Regions from separate parts of the Mus musculus genome. Here region 1 is linked to region 2. The links are chromatin contacts, called in public Micro-C maps. All regions are on one chromosome and are shown on one strand. The core of a region is the stretch at or near the end of the contact, and the rest is flanking DNA. Distances in the headings are between cores, read along the strand shown. Region 1 holds the start of Gtsf1l (gametocyte specific factor 1-like). Region 2 holds the start of Sgk2 (serum/glucocorticoid regulated kinase 2).

Region 1 (6,285 bases), core at 3,281-5,780, 100 kb before region 2:
TTTAATCAATTCAGCTTATCAAGCTTTAAAGCACTGAAAGGGCAAACGTCTTGCTCTGTCTGCAGTGTGGCCCATTGTAAGAACAACCAGCGCCCTGAACACACAAACTGTAAACACCCAAATTATGAGCCAGTAGGGAAGGGCCGAGTACACGGCTCAGCGGGTAAAGTGCTTGCTGAACAAGCATCTGGACCTGAGTTCTGTCCCCAGCACCCACAGATGAAGCTGGACGTGGGCTCCCATAATACCAGTGCTGCGGCAGAGGCAGATCTATATTCATTACGTTTGAGTTTGGCTGATAAAACACTATGACCTGAAGGAAGGCTGCACCTCCTAAGCCTACCCTCACAGTGCCACCAAGTGAGGACTAAGTATTCAAATATCTGAGCTTAGAGGGGAGCCTTCTCATTTAAATCACCGCACCCCCTGTCTTCGTTAGGGTGTCTATTGATGCAGTGAAAATACCATGCTCAAAGCAAATTGGGGAGGAAAGGGTTTTTTCAGCTTAGACTTCTACTGTACTGTTCATCACTGGAGGAAGTCAGGACAGGAACTCAAACAGAATAGGAACCCGGTGGCAGGAGCTGATGCAGAAGCCATGGAGGGGTGCTGTTTACTGGCTTTCTCCTCATGGTTTGCTCAGCCTGCTTTCTTACAAAACTGGGGACCACTAGCCCAGGGGTGACCCCACCCACAATGTGCTGGACCCTGCCTCATTGATCACTAGTTAAGAAAATGCCCTACAGCTGGATCTCATAGGGGTATTTTCTCAACTGAGGTTCCTCCCTCATGACTCTAGCTAATTTGTGTCAAGTTAACATAAAGCCAGCCAGTACACCCTCAAAGTGTCACCAATGGGAACCAACTGTTCAAGTATCCGAGCTTATGGTAGACTGAGGGGAATTCTTGGTGGTTAAGGGCACTGGCTGCTCTTCCCAGGACGCTAGGTCAGTTCCCAACCACCTGTGACTGCAGTTCAAGAGTACCCAATGTCTCTCTTCTAGCCTCTGTGGGCACTGCTCCATGCACACCATGTAGTACAGACATACATGCAGCCAGTATACCCATCAATGTAAAAAAAAAAAATTTAAAGAATAAGAATTTTGCCGGGCATGGTGGTGCATGCCTTTAATCCCAGCACTCGGGAGGCAGAGGCAGGTGGATTTCTGAGTTCAAGGCCAGCCTGGTCTACAGAGTGAGTTCCAGGACAGCCAGGGCTACACAGAGAAACCTTGTCTCGGAAAAAAAAAAAAAAAAACCCAAACAAAAACAAAAACAAAAAACAAAAAAGTGAGAATTTTATAAATCCTATTATTTATATGAGTACACTGTAGCTGACTTCAGACACACCAGAAGAGGGCATCAGATTCCAATACAGATGGTTGTGAGCCACCATGTGGTTGCTGGGGATTGAACTCAGGACCTCTGGAAGAGCAGCCTGCGCCATCTCTCCAGCCCAATATAAAATTTTTTGTTTTGTTTTTGTTGTTTTTGAGACAGGGTTTCTCTGTGTAGCCCTGACTGTCCTGGAACTTACTTTGTAGACCAGGCTGGCCTCGAACTTAGAAATCCGCCTGCCTCTGACTCCTGAGTGCTGGGATTAGAGGCATGCGCCACAGAGAAACACTGTCTCGAAAAAAACAAAAACCAAAACCAAAAAAACAGTAAGCAGCAGGTTCACTGAGAAACTTTGTCTCACTTAAAAAAAAAAAAAAAAAAAAGATGGAGAGTGACAGAAGAAGATGCCCAATGCCATCCTGTAGCCTCTGCTCACACAGGCACACCCACACAAACGTGCACCCACATGTGCAACACACTCTCACAAAAGAGACAGCAGGGACATCTGGCAACAGATCTGTCACTGCAGAACAAACAGTGCCCAGATTGGAGGAAATTATAGTTTATCGCACAGGGTGTGCGTGGAAGCGGATATGATGGGCTCAGGTTAGTGAGTGTAGCACTAGGGTCCTCAGTGGGGGACGGGGGTCGGGGTGGGGGGAGAAAGAGGCAGAAGCAGCATTAGAGGAGAAGCAGCATTTGGCTGAACATGTTCCAAAACCAACACAAGATAGCCACACCCAGGTTCAAGAAGCTGAATACGTAAGTACAGGGTGTTACCAGTCTATTGGCAGCGTGAGCATGGGAGAGCTGATCTGAGGCAATAGCCAAGTCCGACAATTCATATTCTGAGGGTATTCTTTTAAGGTAAGCAAGGTCATATGAGTGCAGACTTATAGAGTCACAAGGGCAAGGTCAAATTAGCACAAGCTCTGCACGTTGTGCGTGCTAGAAAACATTATTCTGAACAATAGGGTAAGGTGATGGGTAATCTAAAGCGAAATCCACTCCTGGTCTTACACCTGGGAGGGGCACATGAGTGGTTCATGAATAAAGCTGTGTGAGATTCCTGGGACCTTGTGAGAAAACTCATGTGTTCCAAAAACAGAAAGAGAATGAGAGAGAAATCACTACCGAGCCGGGCCTGCTAATGAGGCTGAGCCAGAAGCAAGTTCAAATCCAGCCTGGAGGTTTTAGCAAAACTCTGTCTCAGACTCAAAAATGAAAAACATTTGAAGCCATAACTTGTATGGCAGAGTGCTTGCCTAGCTTATGCATGGCAGTGGGTCTGAGTCTCAGTGGCAAATGCACAAAAATAAAATAAAATAAAATAAATAACAGAAGAAAGAGAAATACCCAAATAAAAAGATTAGACTGTGGAAAAACCAACAATAAAATTTTGTAAGACAGACAGAAAATGAAGTAGACTACCTTCTAACAGGTTAAGGAAAGGCTTGGAGATATAGCTCATCAGTGAAGCTCTGGCCCCAGAAGCCAGAGGAGCCAAGCTCAGTCCCTGGAATCCAGGTGAAAAAGCCACGGGACATAGTAGTGCCTGCTTATTATCCCAGAGATGGGAGGTGGAGACGTGCTGGCCAGCCAACCCAGGCTAACCAGTGAGTGCCCTCCTGGTCAGTGAAAGACCCTTCCTCAAGGAGATGAAAAGTGTAGGTAATGCCTGCAATAGTCATCCGACTCCATATGTGTGTGCGAGCATACATGTGCACGCACACACACACATGCAAAATTGTGAGTGCCTGAGCTGGACCCTCAACTCCATGTAGAATGATTAAAAACTGGATTTAGCTCAAGGGATAAGAGGAAGTAACACAGCAAAAACACTATTCAGGAATCAGGGAGAGGAAGTTGCTGGAAGCTCAATGGTTAGAGCATTTGTTGTTCTTCAAGAGGACCCCGGTTCGATTCCCAGCACCCACATGGAGCATCACAACTATCTGTAACTCCAGTCCTACAAGATCCAACACCATCTCTGACCTCTGAGAGCACACTTGGACCACCTACATACACGCAAGCAAAGCAAAACACTCATAAACAAAACAATAAAATAACTCAATAAATAAATAAAAGTAGGTGCTAGAGAAGGGGGTCAGCAGTTAAGAGAACTTGGGGCTCATCCAGAGAAGTCACTTCGGGTTGTTGCAACCTCCTGTAACACCTTCTTCTGGCCTCTGAGGGTGCCACAGATAACACAGCATACACTTACACGGAGACACACATGAATCAAATAAATCTCTAAGGTCAAAAGAGGTGAAACAAGGATGTTATGGGACAAGCGGAGGCTGACCAGTCTATCAAGAGGAAGTCAGGAGGTTGAATTTGAATCGGAAGGACAGTGATTCCCCAAGCGGGTGTAAGAAGCAAGATAAGCCAGAAGGGCAAAGAGGCAGGGGCAGAACCTAGAGTCAAGGAGAGGCACAGAGTAGAAAGGGAAAGAAATCTCAACGACACAAAATGACAAGAGCGGGGAGGTCCAGAAGGCCCTTGAGTCAGAGTTAAGAAACTCTCTCTTCAGCCGGGCAGTGGTGGCGCACGCCTTTAATCCCACACTCGGGAGGCAGAGGCAGGGGGATCTCCAGCCTGGTCTACAGAGTGAGTTCCAGGACAGCCAGGGCTACACAGAGAAACCTTGTCTCAAAAAAACAAAACAAAACAAAACAAACAAACAAACAAACAAAACAATCCAACAAACAAACAAAAAAAAACAAGGTTAAGAAACTCTTCCTTCAGCAGCCCATTCCATCCTTATTTATGGAAGTCCTTGTTTTCTGACTCCTTTGAGAAGCACACATGCATGCAGGAGGCCACGGAGGCCAGAAGAGGGCACCAAGCTTCCCTAGAACTGGTGTAATAGACAATTGTGAGCTATCATGAGGGTTGGATCCGAACCACCATCCTCTGAAAGACCAGCAAGTGCTCTTAACTACTGAGTAATCTCTCCAGCCCTCTGTTGAGGTTTGATCTGTTGCTGTGTATCACAAAGTTAAATTCTGAACCCGAAGGTCCAGGCCTATGAGTGAGTGAGTTCTCCTGGTTACCAGCTTTTGTTGTGCAAACCTTGTTCCTTAAAACTATTGGCTAAGTAAAAATGGCTACAGCCAATTACTGGAGAGATTATAGGTAGGTGGATTTTGAGTTACCTGGCTGAGGGTGGAGACTTGAGAGGGAGAGAAGAGAGACCATGAGGGGAGAGAGAGAAGGCGCCATGAGAGGAGGGGACCCAGGAGAAACAGCAGGTATCTGGGGAACCCCCCGCTGGGGAGGTAGCCAGGCCAGCAGAAAAGCAGATTAGGGGTGACCCCCAGTAATTGTCAAAGCCGAATAAAATAACCATATTCTAAGTCTCATTTATGTGTGAGTTAGTTGGGGATAAGCTTACGTTAGTTGTACTACAGTCTTCCAAAATGTCTTTATAAAATCCTGACTCAGCTTCATAAATAATAGTAATAAAACCAGGTTTAAAATGCAGAGATTTGAGGATTTAGCTGGGTAGTAGAGTCTGGCAAGTGTAAGAGCTCGGGTTCGGTCTCCAGCACTAAAGGGAAGAGAGGGAGGGAGGGTGGATTAAAAGAAAGCTTCACCTGATCCAGAAAGGATAAAATAGTAACTTGAAATTCTGGTAAACCGAGGACCAGAGAAAGGTCTCAGTGGCTAAGAGTACTTGCTCTTCTGGCCGATGACCCAAGTTCAGTTCCCAGCACCTGCATGGTGGCCTACAGCTATCAACAACTCCAGTTCCAGCAGATCCAGAGCCCTCTTCCAGCCTCTACACACACACACACACACACACACACACACACACACACACACACAGAGCGCACTTGCACCCATGCAGGAAAAACACTCATACACAAAATAAAAAGCCAATTAGTAATTACAAATGGATACTTCAATTTGTAATTACTACGCAACTGGAAAATGTAGAGGCTGAGGAAGGGGTGGAAATATTTCTTTAACACTGTGTACTTAAAATAAGGAATGATACCCAGCATGCTGCGTGCTTGGAAACTGTAGCACGTGTGGACTGCAGCATGAGGATTTTTTTTTTAAGATTTATTTATTTTATGCATGTGAGTACACTGTAGCTGTACTGATGGTTGTGAGCCATCATGTGGTTTCTAGGAACGAAGATTGCTTGCTTTGCTTGGCCCCAGTCGCTCTGGCCCTGCTTCACTCCAGCCCAAAGATTTATCATAATAAATAAGTATGCCGGGCAGTGGTGGCGCACGCCTTTGAACCCAGTACTTGGGAGGCAGAGGCGGGCAGATTTCTGAGTTCGAGGCCAGCCTGGTCTACAGAGTGAGTTCCAGGACAACCAGAGCTACAGGGGAGGGGGGGGGGAGAGAAGAAGAGGATATAGCCTAGTTGACAGATAACTTGCCACAAATGCATGAGGCCCTGGACTTTGTCCCCAGCACCATCTAAACTAGATACGGAGACCCGCGTCTATAATCCCAGTTTATAAGGTGTGATTATATCCTCAGCCACATATCAAGGTCAAGGCCAACCTGTGCTACATGAGACCTTGCATCAAAAGAGAGAAGGGAGGGGGAAAGTAGAGGGACAAAAAAAGAAAAGGAGTCAGGAAGGCTCATGGGGTAGAAGTGCTTGCTGCCAAGCCTGATAACCTGGATTTGATCCTTCCTACAAGTCTTTCTCCGACTTCTAAGTGTACCCCCAATGTCACTCCTTACAAATAAACACATGATGTAAAAAAGATGTTTTTAAAAGACCACACAACCGACGCTGATGAATAAGGGGTTTGATTATGCTAATGAAGCCCGAAACTGCCAAGGGCCGGGTACGTGTCATAACTACATTTGAACAGCAGCTTTCCTCAAGCCACTTCCCCCACCCAGTGGACAGTCTGTCCCTGATGTCATAAGCTGCCCATTGTGACCACCTGTTCTGTCCTTTGACAACACAGGG
Region 2 (6,387 bases), core at 2,515-5,014:
TATTTGTGTCAGTGTGTGTGTGTGTGTGTGTGTGTGTGAGACTATGTATATGTATTGGTATGACAGCATGTATACATGTGAGTGTGCGTCTGTGCTGATTTCATCATTATTTTGCTGTGTGTGTAGTGGATGTAATATCCCTAGACATCATTTAGTGTGTCACTGTATAGTATGTGCCAGCATATCTATCTACCTATCTATATTCTATTTACTATATTTGTGTGTGAGTCTGATTTTGAGTATCTATGTGTTTGTCTTCTAATAAGAAATGTGTCTAGTAATATGTGCACATTAACTATGTAACCACATGTATGTATAGGTGTATATAGGTCCATCACTGTATGACTGTCCATATTGGTGTGTGTTGCATAATCTTTCTCTCTCTCTCCTTCCTTCCTTCTTTCTCTTTCCTCTCTCTCTTTCTGTGTACACACACTTATATATACATATACATACACATACATATACATACATACATACACACACACACACACACACACACACACACACACACACACACACACATATATATATATATATATATATATATATATATATATATATATATATATATATATATATATACTGTCTGTTAGAACCATGTGCCTATCCAGGTACCATAAAGACAAACAATGTGATCTAAAGGAGAGGTCCAGGGACCTGAGCTATGACCATGGAGAACAACACACCTGCTAATATCCTGTAGATGCTTCAGAAAAGCTGGAGCTGGCTCTCCATCCAGCTGGCCTTGGTATTGGACTACTGAGCCCTTGACTACCTAGGTCTTCCCCATGGGCTCACTGTCCCTAAAGCAGACCTGTCTGGGTTACAGTCCTTCTGCTGTGTGAGGGCTCACATCTCAGAAGCTCACAAAGGTCTTACTGTTGGCGTGACCTTTAAGTTCTCACAGGGTCCTGATCCTCACAGGGGATCAGAGGGGTGGGTAGGTGATCTGAGGAAGGAGGGACTGGATGGGATCAACACAGCAACTGTCTTCTAGAGTGTTCTGTGTGGCTAGTCAGTTTAGGGGAGGGAACAGAATAGACTGAGAGTGGGTGGGCCAGGCATTCTTAGAGACTCTACACTTCAAGGGACCTGGAGGTGTTGACCCAAGAATACTGCAGTAAACAGTATCAAAGTCTTTCATTTTCTCACCAAATAGAAATGTTGAACCAATACACAAGTCTGTAAGGTGGCTTGTTGACAAAACACATGCCCTTCCAAGGACATTTCAGTAACAAGAACCCCATGGGGTCTTCACTGGGCAGAAACCAAAGAAAGCCTAAGTGTCCCTGCCTGGCACTTAGGAACACATCAAGCCACGCTGTCTCTGTCCTCACTTTGCATCTAGGTTGACTGCCTGTCTTTCTCTCTCTCTCTTCATTAAACTCCTCTAGAGTCATCTGCCTTCCTCAGCTCACTCCTTTCCTGTCCCAATCCTGTACCCACCTCAAGCATCCCAAGGGATCAGTGAACAGTGGATGACTGTCCACTCAGGTGCCAGTGATGACACTGATGTCCTCATTGCTCAGCCAGCCGAGGCTTTGACAACTCACCTGTCACTCTCCCTTTATCCACTCTGCTCTGAGATGTCCTGTGGTCCCTTTTGGCTTAGTCCCCTTACTGGACTCTTCTTCTCCGGTGTTGAGCCTCTGCAGACCTGAGAAAACCCTAATGCTTGCCCTGACCCTCTACGAGAGCCATCCTGTCCTCTGGCTTTGTTTCCTTGTCGCTCTTGCTCTCTAACTGTGTCACTAGTCAAGGGCTCAAACTAGAGCATCCGCTCATAAAGGCAGACTCTTCTGGCTTAGTACTGAATTCTCTACATCTACAACAGGCCTGAAATAGAGGCAGTTTTCATGACACATTTGACTAATGAAGTCAAGGAATGGAACGCTCCATCACAGTATACATACAAAATGAAAATGTATATAACCCAAACCTCTGCCTATAGACACCTACATGGGCCAAAAAGGGGCCACACAGCTGATACAATTTTCAAGGAGAAAGCAAATTTTAGAATGGTGGGGGCGCTGGGGGAATCATTTTATTAAAGTGGAAAAATAAAAGATAGCAGGTATTTGCATGTATAGCTTCGACAAAGGCAGGAAGCCACGACCACCGTGGTTAAGTTAGGCTATTTGGTTTTGTTTTTGAACTATTGCAGAAAATTTCTCACAGTGACACAGTTTAATCACTAAAATACCAAGCCTCAGCAGCCCTTCAAAATGTTCACTGCATGGGGCTGGAGAGATGGCTCAGCGGTTAAGAGCACTAACTGCTCTTCCAAAGGTCTTGAGTTCAAATCCCAGCAACCACATGGTGGCTCACAACCACCCATAATGAGATCAGCATGACATCCTCTTCAGATAGTAGTGTCTGAAGACAGCTACAGTGTACTTACATATAACAATAAATAAATCTAAAAAAACAAAACAAAACCAAAAAACAAAATGTTCACTGCTCACTTTTTCTGTCACCTTGACTAAGACCTCACCCTACCCCATCTTTGCAGAGTTCCTTTGATCCTGTATTACTGTCTTGTGATACAACCTGGCCCAACTTGAAATCTGTGTGTGTGTACACACACCTGTGTATGTGTGTGTGTGTTGTTGAAGACTGGATTTAGCACCGATAACCAAGTTCTCTACCTCTAAGCTCCACCCCAGCCCTGACAGTCCTATTTAAATGAGGAGGAAACCAAGGGATGGCGAAGAGAAATGATGTGAGTGAGATACCATGTTAGTAAGTGATATAAATTGGATTTGAACCCAAGCAAGCTGACCCCAAAACCCACAGCCTAGAATCTCCAGAAGAGTCTAGACAGAAATAATGAAAGTGGAGAGGAAGTGATCTGTGATGGGCTGGTTCATTAAGAAAGAAGAAATTAGGAAGTTAGTTGGCTGCGAAGAAAGACAGAGGCAGACTTTCGCTATTTTGTGGGTTACTTTCTCATCCATCTTTTTCCACCCTTCTTCTTCCACCCTTTCAACTCCAATACTTGATAGGAAAGAAAAAGAATAGAAGGAAAAAGGGGGCGACATTTACCTTAGACTACTTCCTGCTGATTAGGGTCATTGAGTTCCTTGGGGCAAGTTTGATCTTCACAGTCAGGATATCTAATTTCTCCTTGTTGTTTTTTCTTTGTGTGCAACTCCTTGATAAAATGCAGCAAGCAACAGCAACCAACCAACAACACACACAGCCTCTGAGGCTCTAGCATTTATAATTTATACACCCTATGAAAAGTCCCTAGAGTTCCAAACATCACACAATCACAAAACAAAACAAACCTCCCTGCATCTGGTAAAACCATGCCTTGCTAGAGCATGAGGCAAATCACAGTCAGCTGCTGTGGACAATCTCATACCACACCCAGGATTAAAATGGAAAACATATTGTTATGATATTCCTGTGGTCTTAAAGAAACCAAAATTCTCACTTCAGAAAGGGGAGAAGGGTTAGGGAGTAAGAAAACTTGAGTAGAAGAAAAGGAGAAATGGAGATGAAGTTAGGGAGGAAAAGGAGGAGAAGGGTATGAAAAAGAAGGTGCGTAGTTTGGAAAGAATCTAGCCTAGGTTGGAATAACTCAGATGTAGCTGTAAGCTGAGAGTAAGGCAGGTGCCCTGCTCCCAGAGAAGCTGCTCACCTGGAAACCCCGGGTTCCAGTGCAGGTCCTAGAGAATTGTGTTCTCTTCCTCTGCACCGTCCTTCTGACCTGAAACCCAATCCTGACTCACCCTGCAACCTTCCCAAGCAGGAGTGACCTGTCACCCACTCGCCTGACTCTCAAACCAGCACAGGTTCAGCCTCCCAGTCCTGCCAGCTGCGAGCCAGCTTCAGGACCTTCCGGTTACTCATTAACTGCTGGGCTGAATCACCATGGTTGCTGCACCACTGGCTCCTGGACAGCTGTGCCCTGGGGACCCTCCGAACTGTTAAAAACTGCAAACTTGAAGCTGTGTGACCTTGGGCAAATGACTCCAGCTCCCAGAGCCTCACGTGAATTCCTGAGCCTCCACGAAGGCTCTCCTAAGTCTCTTCGGACACTGTCATACCTTCATTCTTGAAATCACCCCCTTTCCATAGTCCAGCTGGAGTTAGGCTTGTCCACTTAACCCTCCTAGATGCCACCATCTGAGTCACTTCCCCCTTTTCCTGGAACATGGAGAACAGACAATAAAAAGACCTGTTTCCTCCAACTCCCTCACACCATTTCCCTGAGGAGGGCTGCCTGGCTCTGTGTGCAGCCTTCCTCCTTGAGAGCTTTCAGGAATGGGCAGCTCATTCCTGCTCTGTCTTGCTGCATTGCTGGATGCCTCTCATTCTCTCTTGACTGAGCTGCTGCCTAACCACCCAGGGTTCACCTATCCTGACATCATTTTAGGAGAAGAATGCTTGTGGGGTGGAGTGGAGATCCTGCTCTGAATGTCGGAAAACTGAGGGCCAGGCACCGCACCAGGGCTCAGCCGAAGTGAAGGATATTTTGTGAATGATGTGACGCTATCAGGCCAGGCATTCTGACTCAGGGAGGACGCAGGGTCAGACAACTAGGCAGGTGGGGACACGATCTTCCAAGTGACCTCTCTGCAGTGTTTGGTTTTGATTTCAGTGTTTAGAGTTTGATTTCACGATGTTTAAAGTAATGTGCCACGTATCCTAGGCTGGCCTGGAACTCTCTATATAGCTGAGACTAATTTTGAACATCTGGTTCCCCCACTCCACCTCTCAAGTATTGGGATTACGGGTGGTACCATTATGCCCAAACCTTATGTGGTGCTGGGGATCAAAGCCAGCACCCTGCATATGCCAAGGGAGTATGCTATACAATCTACTTTCACAGCCGTTTACCATTGACTCTGTTTAACAAAAACACCAAAGACTCAATGATCCAGCTTAGTGCCTTAAAAACTACTGCTCCCGAGCTTTGCAAAGTTCTCCGGTGCCCTCAGTTCACCACCTTGCCCAGCACACACACCAGCACATGTCTGGCCCTGGTCCAGAGAGGGGAGGCAGCTGGCCTGAGTATAAGAGCAAATCAGGACTCTGGCCAGGGCTCTGCCTCTTTCACTACTGTGGCTCCGCCAAGCTCCTCCCTTTAATCCCAGAGCTGTCAAAAAAAAAAAAAAAAAAAAAAAAAAAAAAAAAAAAAAAGCCACACACACAATGGCATCGATTGTACAGACTGTATGCAAGAATTTCAGCTTACAGAAGAATGCTAAATTGAAAGTGAAAGATCCCTCCATACCCAGAATCCCTCATATTTCTAGAGGTATGTGCTGTTAATTAAATGGTGACAGGTCCTCCAAACTTTGGTCTGTGCCCTAGTGGACATATCTGCATGCAGAACTGACTCATAGTACACACTTGCTCAGCTATCGCTTCTCAAGAATTTATTTCTTTTTCTCATGTATATCTTTCCACGTCAACACAGGTTTGATTTTCTTTTCTTCCTTTCTTTCTTCCTTCATTTCTTTCTTCTCTTTCCTTTCTCTCTCTCTCTCTCTCTTTCTTTCTTTCTTTCTTTCTTTCTTTCTTTCTTTCTTTCTTTCTTTCTTTCTTTCCATATCTTCTGTGTATGTATGCCTGACTGTATATGTACTTCGTGTATCAGGTACCTGAGGAGGCCAGAAGAGGGCTTCTGGTCCTCTGGTACTGGAGTTATAGTGGTTGTGTGCTGCCTGATGTGGAAACCAGATGGGAACCAAACCTGGGTCCTCTGCTCTTAAGTGATGAGCCAACATCTCACTAGCCCTTAAAGTTGGAGGTCAGAGGGCGACTTCTGGGAGTTGGCTGTCTCCTTCCACTTGTATGTGGCTTCTGGGGACTGACCTGAAGTCATCAGGCCTGTGTGACAAGTGCCTTCTTGCCAGCCCAACCTTATCTTTTCCTGCGAGCTGCAGCACTCTCTGCAGTGTGGGGTTGCTTTCATGTTTCCCAGTCTCAGTTCCTTGTCCTTAAGCATTTGTGCTCTTACTAATTTCATTTCTTACTTTAAACGAGACCCCCCCACCGGGAGAACAGCTAAGGTCCTTTACTAAAACTTCTGTGTATCCTGTAACTGGGAATTACTAACCCATTTACCAACTTACTATAACAATCAACATGGGTCCCCTCCATGGTCGAACTTGTCCTTCTTTCTCTGTGACCTGAAGAAAAAAAGCCCAGATGTCTCCTGTGTCACCATACACACCTTCTCCCAGCTGTTTTTCCTTCTTCCTTTCCCTTCCCTCCTCCTTGCATGAACTCTGTTGTGTGGGTATGAAGATCAAAGATACATTCTTGGGGCTGGATACATTCAGGGCTCAGTGGTTAAGAGCCCTGGCTGCTCTTGCAGAGGACCTAAGTTCAGTTCTCAACACCGATGCAGCAGCTTAAAACACCTGT

The links. Hi-C and Micro-C count contacts between places; a contact is called where the count stands out from the background.
Region 1: a Micro-C map of the G1E-ER4 cell line shows a contact between it and region 2, with 5 times the contacts expected there. The contact joins the promoter of Gtsf1l here to the promoter of Sgk2 in region 2. A contact is called at or near these places in 15 of 39 promoter capture datasets (the HPC-7 cell line, HPC-7-derived erythroid cells, cranial neural crest and 8 more), 4 of 15 datasets of contacts at CTCF or cohesin (the G1E-ER4 cell line, embryonic stem cells and pro-B cells), 75 of 484 Hi-C or Micro-C datasets (8-cell embryo, the AtT-20 cell line, B cells and 23 more), 15 of 115 datasets of contacts at active chromatin or transcription factors (embryonic stem cells, epiblast stem cells and trophoblast stem cells) and 4 of 9 other capture datasets (adipose tissue, embryonic stem cells, liver and 1 more).

The regions. Positions count from the first base shown.
Region 1 is chr2:163,087,846-163,094,130 of GRCm38.p6, reverse strand. Gtsf1l (gametocyte specific factor 1-like) reads left to right here and starts at 4,530. Exons shown (of 2, transcript NM_026630.2): 1 at 4,530-4,592; 2 at 6,284-6,285.
Region 2 is chr2:162,984,858-162,991,244 of GRCm38.p6, reverse strand. It overlaps Sgk2 (serum/glucocorticoid regulated kinase 2), which reads right to left and starts at 3,764. Exons shown (of 14, transcript NM_013731.3): 1 at 3,650-3,764.